3 separate regions of the Mus musculus genome follow, and all the other regions are linked to region 2. Evidence: chromatin contacts called from public HiChIP or PLAC-seq and Micro-C data. All regions are on one chromosome and are shown on one strand. Each heading gives the region's core, a stretch centred on a gene start, on an enhancer-like site or on the middle of the called end of the contact. The rest is flanking DNA. Distances are from core to core; before and after follow the strand shown. Region 1 has its middle 15 kb from the start of Nckap5los. Region 2 holds the start of Cox14 (cytochrome c oxidase assembly protein 14). Region 3 holds the start of Mcrs1 (microspherule protein 1).

Region 1 (3,591 bases), core at 842-3,341, 310 kb after region 2:
AAAATAAAATATGTAAGTATATATGTTTTATAAGAATATATGGGGCTGGACAGATGGATGGCTCAGTGGTTAAGAGCATTGCTCTTCCAGAGGTCCTGAGTTCAATTCTCGCAGCAACCACACTGTGGCTCACAACCATCCGTAATGGGGTCTGATGTCCTCTTCTGGTTTGTGAAGACAGTGACAGTGTACTCACATAAAATAAATAATATCTAAATAAAAAATATAATATATATTTATAAGAAATATATAGAAGCCAGGCATAGTGGTGCACACTTTTAATCCCAGCACTTGGGAGGCAGAGGCAGGCAGATTTCTGAGTTCGAGGCCAGCCTGGTCTACAGAGTGAGTTCCAGGGCTGTGGTGGTCTACACCTCTAATCCCTGGTCTACCTCACAAGTTCCAGGACAGTCAGGGCTACACAGTAAGACCCTGTCCAAAAGAGAAAAGAAAGTAATGTGGTCTTAGTATTTTTAAGACTTTAGTTTGGATGCTTATTAGTTTTTTGAGACACAGTCGTGCTATGTAGCTCAGGCCTGACTCAGACTTGCCATTCCCCTGCCTCTGCTTCACCAGTGTGAGGCTCACAGGTGTGTATCACTAAGTTGTGTTTCTGAAGCGATGGCTTGTGTGAATGTTTCCAGTGTGGTATCATCTTGTCACTCTGCCACCTCAGGGGCAGCCATGTTTACAGTTTGCCCAGCAGACACTTTAAGCCTTTGATTTCATCCCTTAAGGGTAGAGGATGTGGGGGGGTCACCACAGATGGAGTTTTGGGGATACTTCCATCCCATCTTCACGGGGCTGGAGCCAGTGGAGGACGGAGGATGGGCGTCTCTGACACCAGACTTCAGAGAAAATGGGTTTTTGTGAGAGAGTATAGCAGGGGCACACACTGGTTTCAGGTCGAGAAAAGGAAAGTTGTAGGCTTAACCCAAGGGAAGCATTGCTGATGGGGGAACTGGGGTGGCGAGTGGAGGGCCAGTGGCGGTGATCTCTGGCTCCAGGGATAATACATAAGAACACTCACCCTTGACAGTGCGCCAGCACTACCTCGGGCGGCCATGTGTGTGGATACTCAGCTAATCCTCTATACAACCTCTTCATGTGGGTGATCCTGTTACCCGGGTCTGATAGGGTAGGGAGAGCCAGAACGTTTAAAACGTTAAAGCCTGTGTATAGATCAGCCGTGATTCAAGCCCAGACACGCCGGCTCCAGAGCACACTCAAAACGACACCAGATAACACTGGGGGGACTGAAGTGAGAGGACGGAGAGTTCCAAGCCAGCCACAACTACAAAGCCAGAGCAAGACCCCGCCCCACCCCACCCCGCCCCACCTACCACCAGGGCCCGAGAGCTGGGTCAGTAGTGCAGACTGAAGAGTCTCTTCCAGGAGACTCAGTAAGTCTGGTACACACGCTGGATGACTCCATCTCTGGGGAATCTGACACCTCTAGCCTCTCTAAGCACCTACACCCACGAGGAGCACACACACACACACACACACACACACACACATATTGGGGTAGTCACTCAGTGGTAGGACGTTTGTTTAGCAACAAAGTCCTGAGTTTGAAAAATGAAGAAGGAAGCCGGGCGTGATGGAACAAGCCTTTAATCCCAGCACTCAGGAGGCAGAGGCAAGCAGATTTCTGAGTTCAAGGCCAGCCTGGTCTACAAAGTGAGTTCCAGGACAGCCAGGGCTACACAGAGAAACCCTGTCTCAGAAAAAAAAAAAAGAAAGAAAGAAGGAAGGAAGGAAGGAAGGAAGGAAAGAAAGAAAGAAAGAAGGAAAGAAAGAAAGAAGGAAAGAAAGAAAGAAAGAAAGAAAGAAAGAAAGAAAGGGAAGGAAAGAAGAAGAAAGAAGGAAAGAAAAAGAGAAGAGAAGAGAAGAGAAGAGAAGAGAAGAGAAGAAAAGAAAAGAAAAGAAAAGAAAAGAAAAGAAAAGAAAAGAAAAGAAAAGAAAAAATGAAGAAGGAGAGGATGGAAGAAAAGAAAGCTTAGGCTGGGCTCCCACCCTACCCACCCCACCCTCATCCATCACCCCAACAAGCAAAGTGCGGGTGAGGAGAGACTGGGTGGTGAGCCAGAAGGATGAGGTGTGTTGTTAGCGGTGGAGTCTTGCCCATCTCATGCCAATGAAATGAGGCAGAGGTAAGAGCTGTCAAGGGGAGCGTGGGGGGTGGGGTGGAGTGGGGGTGGGGTATCTCAAAGTGATATGTGGAGGAGGAGCAACTGTGTGGGCCGAGGGAAAGCAGCTAGAGTCTTAGGGTGGAAGAGCCATCAAGAAATTAAATTTATCTTTTGTTTGTTTTGTTTTGTTTTGTTTTGAAACAGCGTCTCACTATGTAGCTGAGGATAGCCTTGAGTTCATGACAATCTTCCTGTCCCTACTGTGGCCTCTCCATGTCTGAAAGTGTTGGGTTGCCATATCAAGCCTTTCATTCTTTAAGCAAGAAAAAAAAAAAAACCAAACAAACAAACAAAAAAAAACTCCTTTCCCTCCACTTGAGAAAATGTTGCCAGTAGATGGCGCATGGGAGGCAGCTTCACGGTTTGCGGGGCTACACTGCCCTCGTGTGGCTATAAGAAGAAATACAGGGTGTCCTCCACCTCTTGACAGCTTTGGTAAGCCTTGGGTGAAGCCAGAGAATATGAATACCCTGTCCATCCCTGCCAGTTCTCCCCATCAGCCTTGCTTTCCGGGAGACACATTTCCTACTACCAGTTTCAACGTAGACGGGCTGTCAAGGCAGCTGAACTACTCTGAGCAAACTCTCGTGAAGGCATGACATCAGCGGGTGACCAGCCCATATCTGTCCTTCATCCCTGTCGAGTCTACAACAAACATTCACAGGGCACCCAATAGGTGGGAAGCACCGGGCAGCCTGTAGTGGACACTGAATGTGAATGGCGTTGTGGACCAGCGTGTGTATGGGGGGTGGGGGGGGGAGGGGGCTCAAGTGGTGAGATTCTGTCCCTCTGCTTTCCCCTCCCAAGTGCCCTCACTTTCTGGAAACCACAGGACAGAAATGCCTTCGGACGCATCTGAGTTGTTGCGTATGACATGGTTAATTTCCACACTGAAGATGTGCAGATGGTTTATTCAGTCAACAATGGAAGAATAACTGAATTGTTCCCAGTTTGGGGCTAATTAGAACTAAAACTGGAGCTGTGTTCACGAGGTAGAACCCCTGCCTAAAATGCACAAAGCCTGACCTGGGTTCAGTTTCCAACCCTGCATAAAAAAAAAAAAAAAACCGAGATGAGGTGGCAAGTGCCTGTAATTCCAGAACTGGCCAGAAGGGGGCAGGAAGATCAGAAGTTCAAAGTCATCCTTAGCTACATAGTGAGTTTGAGGCTAGCCTGGTCTATATGAGACTTTGTATCAAAATGAAAATAAGGAACTGGAGTGGCTGGAAAGGTTGCTCAGTGGTTAAGAGCACTGACTACTCTTCCAGAGGTCCTGAGTTCAAATCCCAGCAACTACATGGTGACTGGCATCCATCTGTGATGGGATCTGACGCCCTCTTCTGACATGCAGATAAGAGCACTAATATAAGAGAGAGAGAGAGAGAGAGAGAGAGAG
Region 2 (3,597 bases), core at 170-2,669:
GTGTCTGAAGACAGCTATAGTGTATTCATATACATAAAATCCAGAAATAAATCTCTTTAAAAAAAAAAAGTGACCAGCCCACCCAGACTATACTAGGAATCAAACCTGGGTCCTCTGGAAGAACAGCAAGGCTCTTAACTGCTGAGCCATCTCTCCAGCCTCAGAACCATATTTTAATCAGGCTACTTATTGTGGTAGTGAAATTCTCCCGAGAGAGGACCTGAAGATAGACTTGAGGATGTGTGTGTCTGGGGGATCCTGCCTGTAGAGTGCCAGAGTCACTTCGCCCTGGTGAAAAGCTAATTTCACCTTGTTCACTGATAGAGAAGATTTGAGTATGATTTAAAGTGGGATGTAACTCAGTGTAGCAGGCACAAAGCCAGAGGTTCAGTCCCCAGAACTGCATTAAACAGAGCATGTGGTATATGCTGGAAATCCCAGCACTCAGGATGTGGACATGAGACCCTGTCAAAAACAAAAAACAAAAAAACGGGGGGGGGGTGTGAAACAAAAAGAAGCAAATCCGAGATAACCTCAAAAACAAACAATAAAACCCTGAAGTTAGAAGCCCAGATACAAGGATTAACTTTGGAAATAAAAGAAACTCTTGAGACTGGCAGAAGGTTTTCATCTGATGGGCATCCTTTACAAAACAAATAAGGATCAAAGCCCTAAAACCACCCCAGCTTCTGTCATTTAGCCCTCTTTGGAGAGACTTGGTGTCCGCAGAAAACAACTTCTGACTAACGGAGCCCAGAAAGGTAAGCTATGAACCCCATATTCTGTAGGATCAGAGAAGGTGGTGAGGACCTCAGAGAAATAAGTGGCTTTGAGGGACCGTGAGGAGCTTTGGGGTTGAGGCGAGCAGTTTCAGAAGGGAGGACAGCCAGGCCGCAGTCACACCAGGAAGGCGGTCGGACTATGACAGCCGGGGAGCCAGCAGGGGCTAGCACAGCGCAGGGACTAGGAGCCGCGCGCTCTCAAGGGCACAGGCCGAGGACGCGCGGTGCGGGACACAGGGGAGCGGAGGGGAGCGCGGTGCGGGGCACAGGGGACAGCAGGGACTCGGAACGGGGAGCAGGGGAACAGCGTGAAAAGCGGCGACACGGGGAGCAGGGGGCGCGGTGCGCCGAGCAGGAGAGCGTGGGGGGAGGGCGAGTGCGCTTGGCCGTCCGGCCCGCGGCCTACCTGGAGGCTGCAACTCGGCCGCGTCAGAGCGATGCCTGCTCAGTCTGCCACTCGCAGAGTCGCGCGGCCGCCGCAGGGCAGGAAGAGGCAGTCACCAACGCGCAGCTCCTCAGCCACTGGTGCTCAGCCCCGCTCCGGACCCGACACCCCCTGCGAAAACTCGCCCACTAAAGCGAGAGCCAGCCTTGAACTTCCGGCTTCTACCTCTCTCTTACGCACGCTCAGTCTAGCCTTCCTCTCGGAAAGGCCCATTGAATTCTGGGGGGTGTGGTTCTGGTCCATCAAGAGCGCTCCTTGGAAAACGGGAAAAATTTTAGCTCAGAATTAGCCAATCCGCAGTCTAAGTTCAGTGACGTAAACTGTAGCTAGGTAGATCCTCGGAATTCTCCAGCGATGGGCCTAGCGCCCCCTACCGCCTGGAGCGGCCCTTTACAGGGTGATCCGGAGGAACCGACCTTAGCTGGACCAGCACTAGTGAGGCCACAGAATGGGTGTAGGGGGTGAGTCGGGGGATGGGAGGGTGACTCGCTAATATTTCTGCCTTGTGCGCGACCTCCTCGTAGGCAGGCAACGTGACAGACCCTGTAAGAAGCGCTGGGAAGACTGGCTGACAGCTTGGGTGGAAGAGGGGATACGAAGCACAAAAGGGGACGGGGGTGGGGTGGGGGGGTGGAGGTGGGGGCTGTGAGCAGAGTGGACGCCAATGCCGATTGATGCCCGAGTGTGGCTGCTATTAAACAAGGATGATTTTTTCCACTTCTTGTCTTACATTGAGTAAAACATGCATGCAGTGATACATGACCCCACACACTGCCACATAAACTCCCCCAACTCTTCCAGTTTCTGGAAAAACCACACTTTATTGGGTAGACAAGTGGCCTGACAGAAGACCTCAGATTCACAGTTGACTGACTGAGCAAACATAGGTTAAGGTGTTGGAATCTGTCTGCATCCCGCCCCAGTCTCCCGGGGAACAGCTCTGAATTGAGTCATGCGTGGGAGGGTTCCAGCCCAGTCGGGATCGATGACAGGGCCCCCCCTCTTCCCCTTACCCGACAGCTCTGACCTTCACTAAGACGGAATTCTTAAAGGCTAGGAGCAGAGAGGGACCTGGCACCTTAATGTGTTAGTTTAATATCAAGCTGGCCAGAGCCACGGTGTCCCAGTTGCTGCCACACAGGAAATGGAGACCCCTGGTGGAGAGAGAAACCTCCAGCTATTTATAGCTAGCGCTCCAGGCTGCTGATCTGTGACATTCTCTTGCTGCCACCCAACTTTGGAACAGGGCCAGTGCAAAGCAGTCTCCCATCCCCCTCTGATCTCCCTCACCCCAGGGCAGGCAGTTTTCAATTGTCCTTCCCTCGAGTTCCCCAGCTCCTGAGGTGTGTGGGTCCGATCTCGCGAGGACCTTGTTCTGTTCCGAGGACAGCTGGCCTTGGACTAGGACCCACCAACCCTTGTGGAAACCTACTGAACCTTTGAGCTGCTCCTTAGTTCTAAGCCTACAGATGCCGGGTGGCCTTCCAGGCTGGGTGAGAACGACTTGGGCAAAAGGAAAGGGCAGAGTCAAGAATATGGGCTGACAGCCCTGAGGACGATAAACTATAAATCCTACATTCTGTTAGACGTGAAGTTGGTGGTGACTGCAGAGAGAAGCGGCCTTGTGGGGAGGACCCTGAGAAGAAAGGTCAGCAGTAGGAGGGGCTGGCCGGGGCCGGAGCTCCTGACTGGGGAGGTGGACAAATAGGAAGGTCAGGGGAGCCTGAGCCATCTGAGCCTGCTGTGAAAAGAGTGTAGCTCTGTCAGCAGATTAGATTCCTGCTCCCCAAAGAGGGTGCTGGCAGCTGGGTGCAGGCAAGGGAAAGCTGGGAAAGGTCACACAGGGTGGGGAGGCCCTGACAAAGCTCCAGGAACCAGGAAGTCTCTGGGAAGAATGGAGCGCCCCAGGGCCAGAGATGCCTGTGGAGAGCAACTCTTGTGCCAGAGTAGCCTGGGGGAGGGGGAAGTAGAGGCTTCTGAGGAAGCAAGTGTTGCTAGGAGAAGTTAGAGTGGGGTTGTTTGAGAGCTTTGTATTTTGTTAGCAAACAGTGAGATCGTTGATGTTGTGTGGGGCCTGGCAGAGGTCGGCCAAAGGGTCTCTGGGGTCTGTGTCAGCTCAGGCATCCAGACCCTTCCCTTGGCAGCCTTTGCCCCATCTTTCCTGTGGCTGAAGTGCTTCTTCAGTCACTTAATGGGACTTGGGACCGGTTCCCAGTGTGTGTGAGGCAGCAACCGGCAGCCCTTGACTTGGCGCCTTCCCTTCCCCCAACCCCACCCCTGGAGCAGGCACCACTGGGGCTTAGTTCTACACTTCCCAGAGGACAGCAAGGAAGTGTGGATTCTGTGGCGAGCATCTCTAGGTGTGTAGCT
Region 3 (3,515 bases), core at 1,009-3,508, 470 kb after region 2:
CCAGCTGGACTGCATGAGACCCTGTCTCTAAAGCCTAATACCTGGGTGTGGTGACACACGCCATTAATCCTTACATTGGGAGGCAGAGGGAGATGGATCTCTGTGAGTTCAGGACCTACATTGCAAGTTACAGGACAGCCAAAACTACATAGAGGCTCTGTCTCAAAAACCCAAGCCAAACAAACCAAGAAAGACCGGTGATCGCTATGCTCCAGTGGCACCAGCAGCTGATGGATGCCACCGACATAAATGTGGTATGCCTGGACATCAGGTGGGCTTGTGATCTTGTCCGCTTAACCTCATTTAGAGTCACAAGACATCTGTGAAGCTATTTCTGGAGGTTTAACTTAGATGGGAGACACACCCTAATTTCGAGTGACCTTGGGCTAGGGCTACAGACTGAACAGAAAGGAGAAAGCAGGCAGAACACCAATACTTCATCTCTCTGCACTTCCAAGTTCTGGACACAGCGTGAGCAATCACCCCACACTCCTGCCACCATGCCTTTCCTGCCATGATGTTTGTCCCCCTCACACCCCCAAAAACCCTGTGAGCTAAAATAACCCTTTCTTCTTTCAGGGTTTCCTTCTTTAAGGGTTTGCCTTTCCTAGGAGAAAAACATCTAACAAACATTGAACAGTACCCATCCAGCTCTTTACCAAACGATCCCTTGTTAGGGCTGTCCATGTGGCTTGGTGGGACAGAACTTGCCTGATAAGCAACAAGTATTTCACTCCTACTTAAAAACAAACAAACAAACAAACAAAAACTCTTTAAAGAAGAAAGCCCAATTAATTGTCATCTGTATAGATACTAAACCACACTATATTTTGCACAACCCACCAGACTGTGTCCTAGTTTGTTTTTAATTGCTGTGATCAAAACACTGTAACTAAAGGCGACCTGGGAAGCAAAGGGTCTATTTCATCTCATAACTTTCTTTTTTTTTTTTTAAGATTTATTTATTGGTTATATGTAAGTACACTGTAGCTGTCTTCAGACACTCCAGAAGAGGGAGTCAGATCTCGTTATGGATGGTTGTGAGCCACCACGTGGTTGCTGGGATTTGAACTCCAGACCTTTGGAAGAGCAGTCGGGTGCTCTTACCCACTGAGCCATCTCACCAGCCCCTCATCTCATAACTTTCAAGTCACTGTCTATTACCGAGGAAAGTTGGGGCAAGAACCTCAAGGCAGGCACTGCTTAGACCTCCCACATCTATCCAAACAAGAAAACACACCCCAGACTTGCCTACCAACCAGTCTGAAGGAGGCATTTTCTCAACTGAGCGCGAAGATTCTAGCTAGTTTCAAGTTGACAAACCTCTAACAAGCACACTGTATACCAGAAAACTTTGTTTTGGGAGCGATAAAGCAAATACATGCTCGTTAAATAAGTAACAGTATATTATGAAGAGAAGACTTGCAACTTGTCAGGGTCGTCCATTTGACACTTAAGTTCAGGATGTCAGGCACGCTGGGCAAACGCTCTTCCCGGAAGCTCCTCCAGCCAGAGCTGCTCCACTTTTGTGCCCCTCAAAGAAGGCATGAAAGAGCTATTAGAGCCCAGTCTCCCTAGCTTTCCCGGGCATCTCTCACGGCCCCAAAGTCTGGACGTCTCCTGTTCTCTGGGAACTAGTTCTTTCTTTCAAAACAGTTTCCTCAGGGAACACTGTCCTCTGAAAAGGATTCGGTTGGTTTGCTGGCTACCCACGACTGACCCCAGCAGTCTAGATGGAGTTCTTCTGGCGTAAGCAACTGGCGCCGCTCCTTCTAAGGAGTGTTTCCTTAGGAACGCGGCCACCATCCTGCATCTCCCCCTTAGACAGGAATTTTCGGGATCGTACTGTACGCCACAGTTAGAGCAAACTCTCCAACATGTTCCTCCAGTCCTGTGCTTAGCAAAGAGCCTGACCGAATCCCTTATCTGAAAACACTGGCAGATAAAACAATACAAGATTTGGTCCAGAGAGACCTACCAAGGTTAGTGCTAATTACGAATGCACGGCGGCCCCGCCCCTCCCAGCGTCGCCTGGGCGGGGTCTCAGCACAAGCCCCGCCCTCCCGCTGCGTTTTCCAACACGGAAACCTCCGCGGTTCCTATAATTAACACTGCCTGGTGCCTCCCTAAGCGCTTCTGCCAACCGGGAAAGCTGTATTTCCGGCTCCCCGCAAAATGGTTTCCACTAAGGCGCACGGCCACGCCCCTTCCACTTACGGGTCCAGGACGAACCGGAAGAGATCGTCCAACCCTTCGTTCGCAACCCGGAAGTAGATGTGTCTCACGGAAGCCGGCTTTGGCCCTGCGGCTCCTGCCGTCGCCGCGGAGAAATTGTTGGAGCTGGCAGCCTAGGAATGGTGAGACCCCGCGACTCGTCTCCTAGTGTTCTGAGTAGACCTGGAGGGTGAAGTGGAGTTTCCCAACGTGCCTCGGGGCACAACCCCACAACAAGATTTGGGGCCCCGCCCCGGTATCGCCCCGAAAAATCTGCGCATGCGTAAGTCCGATCAGGCCAGGCTCTGGCCTGCGGTGTTACGCATGCGCACAGGTGGCATGCTTGAGGTGGGATGAGAATTGTCTGGGAGTTGGTCCTGGTTCGCTACCACCGGCCTGTGGGCCTCAGAGCCAGATGGCGAGATCGATGCAGTAGTATGGAGCCGAAGAGTTGACTAAATTACCACTGCTCCCCAGAGTCCCTGAAACAGACCTGCACTGATCCCTCACCTTGGGGGTGCCCTGTCGGGAGGAGGGAAGGGAAGGAGGGCAAGCACTTTGCCTTAGTTGCTCGTGGGACTGGACACCTGCACCCCCCTTCTGTGGTACCCACGGAGCTGGTCGTGGAGCGTCCTTAAAGGCAGAGCCAGAACTTTGCTCTACGAGACGCCGGAGTCAGGAGGGGCGGGGCTGCCAAAGCGCTGGGTATTCATACAGTTCCCAAACCACGTTTGAATCGTCCGAAGGAACCACCCGCTTTAGTAAAAGCTGCAAATGGAAGGGAAAGCAAAAGGGTAGCGAGATAGTGGGATTCCATCTACCTTCCCAGGCTGTGGCCTGGGGGCAGGCTGGTGCTGCTGATTTGAGTAGACAGGCAAAGGAAAACAAATGAGTCAGGAATCCCTTGACCCTTTCTGGTTAACGTTCCAAATGCTTAATTTAGGATTCACTGGTAAAATTAAGAGAGATCTCTGAGCCTAATACGTTTTTTCCCACATCTTTTTATCATTCACACAAAGGCCTCAGTGACTCCCACATAGCTACTTATATTTTTTGTTTTTATTGTTTGGAGCAGAGGCTCACCATTATATAGATAGCCCTGGCTTGCTCTGTAGACGAGGCTGGCCTTAAAGTCAACAGAGATCCACCTGCCTCTACCTCTACCTCTACCTCTACCTCTACCTCTACCTCTACCTCTACCTCTACCTCTACCTCCGCCTCCACATGCTGGGATTAACTGTCAGAGCCATCAGACCAGGTAATAGCTACTAATGGTTAGGTGCAATTGAGAGTAGAGCTCT

What was found. A called contact is a pair of places that touch in the nucleus more often than the background predicts. HiChIP or PLAC-seq counts read pairs in DNA pulled down with a chosen protein or histone mark.
Region 1: a contact with region 2 is called in a Micro-C map of embryonic stem cells, with 1.8 times the contacts expected there. The contact joins the enhancer-like site here to the promoter of Cox14 in region 2. A contact is called at or near these places in 1 of 39 promoter capture datasets (embryonic stem cells), 1 of 15 datasets of contacts at CTCF or cohesin (embryonic stem cells), 4 of 484 Hi-C or Micro-C datasets (cortical neurons, embryonic stem cells and liver) and 4 of 115 datasets of contacts at active chromatin or transcription factors (embryonic stem cells and pancreatic cancer cells).
Region 3: an H3K4me3 HiChIP or PLAC-seq map of the 230-238 cell line shows a contact between it and region 2, with 12 read pairs. The contact joins the promoter of Mcrs1 here to the promoter of Cox14 in region 2. A contact is called at or near these places in 1 of 39 promoter capture datasets (liver), 2 of 115 datasets of contacts at active chromatin or transcription factors (the 230-238 cell line and pancreatic cancer cells) and 1 of 9 other capture datasets (liver).

The regions. Positions count from the first base shown.
Region 1 is chr15:99,415,696-99,419,286 of GRCm38.p6, reverse strand. No RefSeq gene overlaps it. Among named protein-coding and RNA genes, the nearest start is that of Nckap5los, 15 kb to the left of the region's middle. Within about 2 kb of position 2,091, at least 73 of the 459 cell types and tissues checked have an H3K27ac peak or open chromatin away from gene starts, as enhancers often do. A contact at or near this core is called in embryonic stem cells and pancreatic cancer cells, where this site is marked.
Region 2 is chr15:99,723,440-99,727,036 of GRCm38.p6, reverse strand. It overlaps Cox14 (cytochrome c oxidase assembly protein 14), which reads right to left and starts at 1,419. Exons shown (of 2, transcript NM_183256.3): 1 at 1,189-1,419. Gpd1 (glycerol-3-phosphate dehydrogenase 1 (soluble)) reads right to left here. Exons shown (of 8, transcript NM_010271.3): 8 at 2,023-3,597. Gm16537 (predicted gene 16537) reads left to right here and starts at 2,563. Exons shown (of 3, transcript NR_155353.1): 1 at 2,563-2,720.
Region 3 is chr15:99,250,704-99,254,218 of GRCm38.p6, reverse strand. It overlaps Mcrs1 (microspherule protein 1), which reads left to right and starts at 2,258. Exons shown (of 15, transcript NM_016766.3): 1 at 2,258-2,357. It overlaps 1700120C14Rik (RIKEN cDNA 1700120C14 gene), which reads right to left and starts at 2,431. Exons shown (of 3, transcript NR_045627.2): 1 at 2,218-2,431.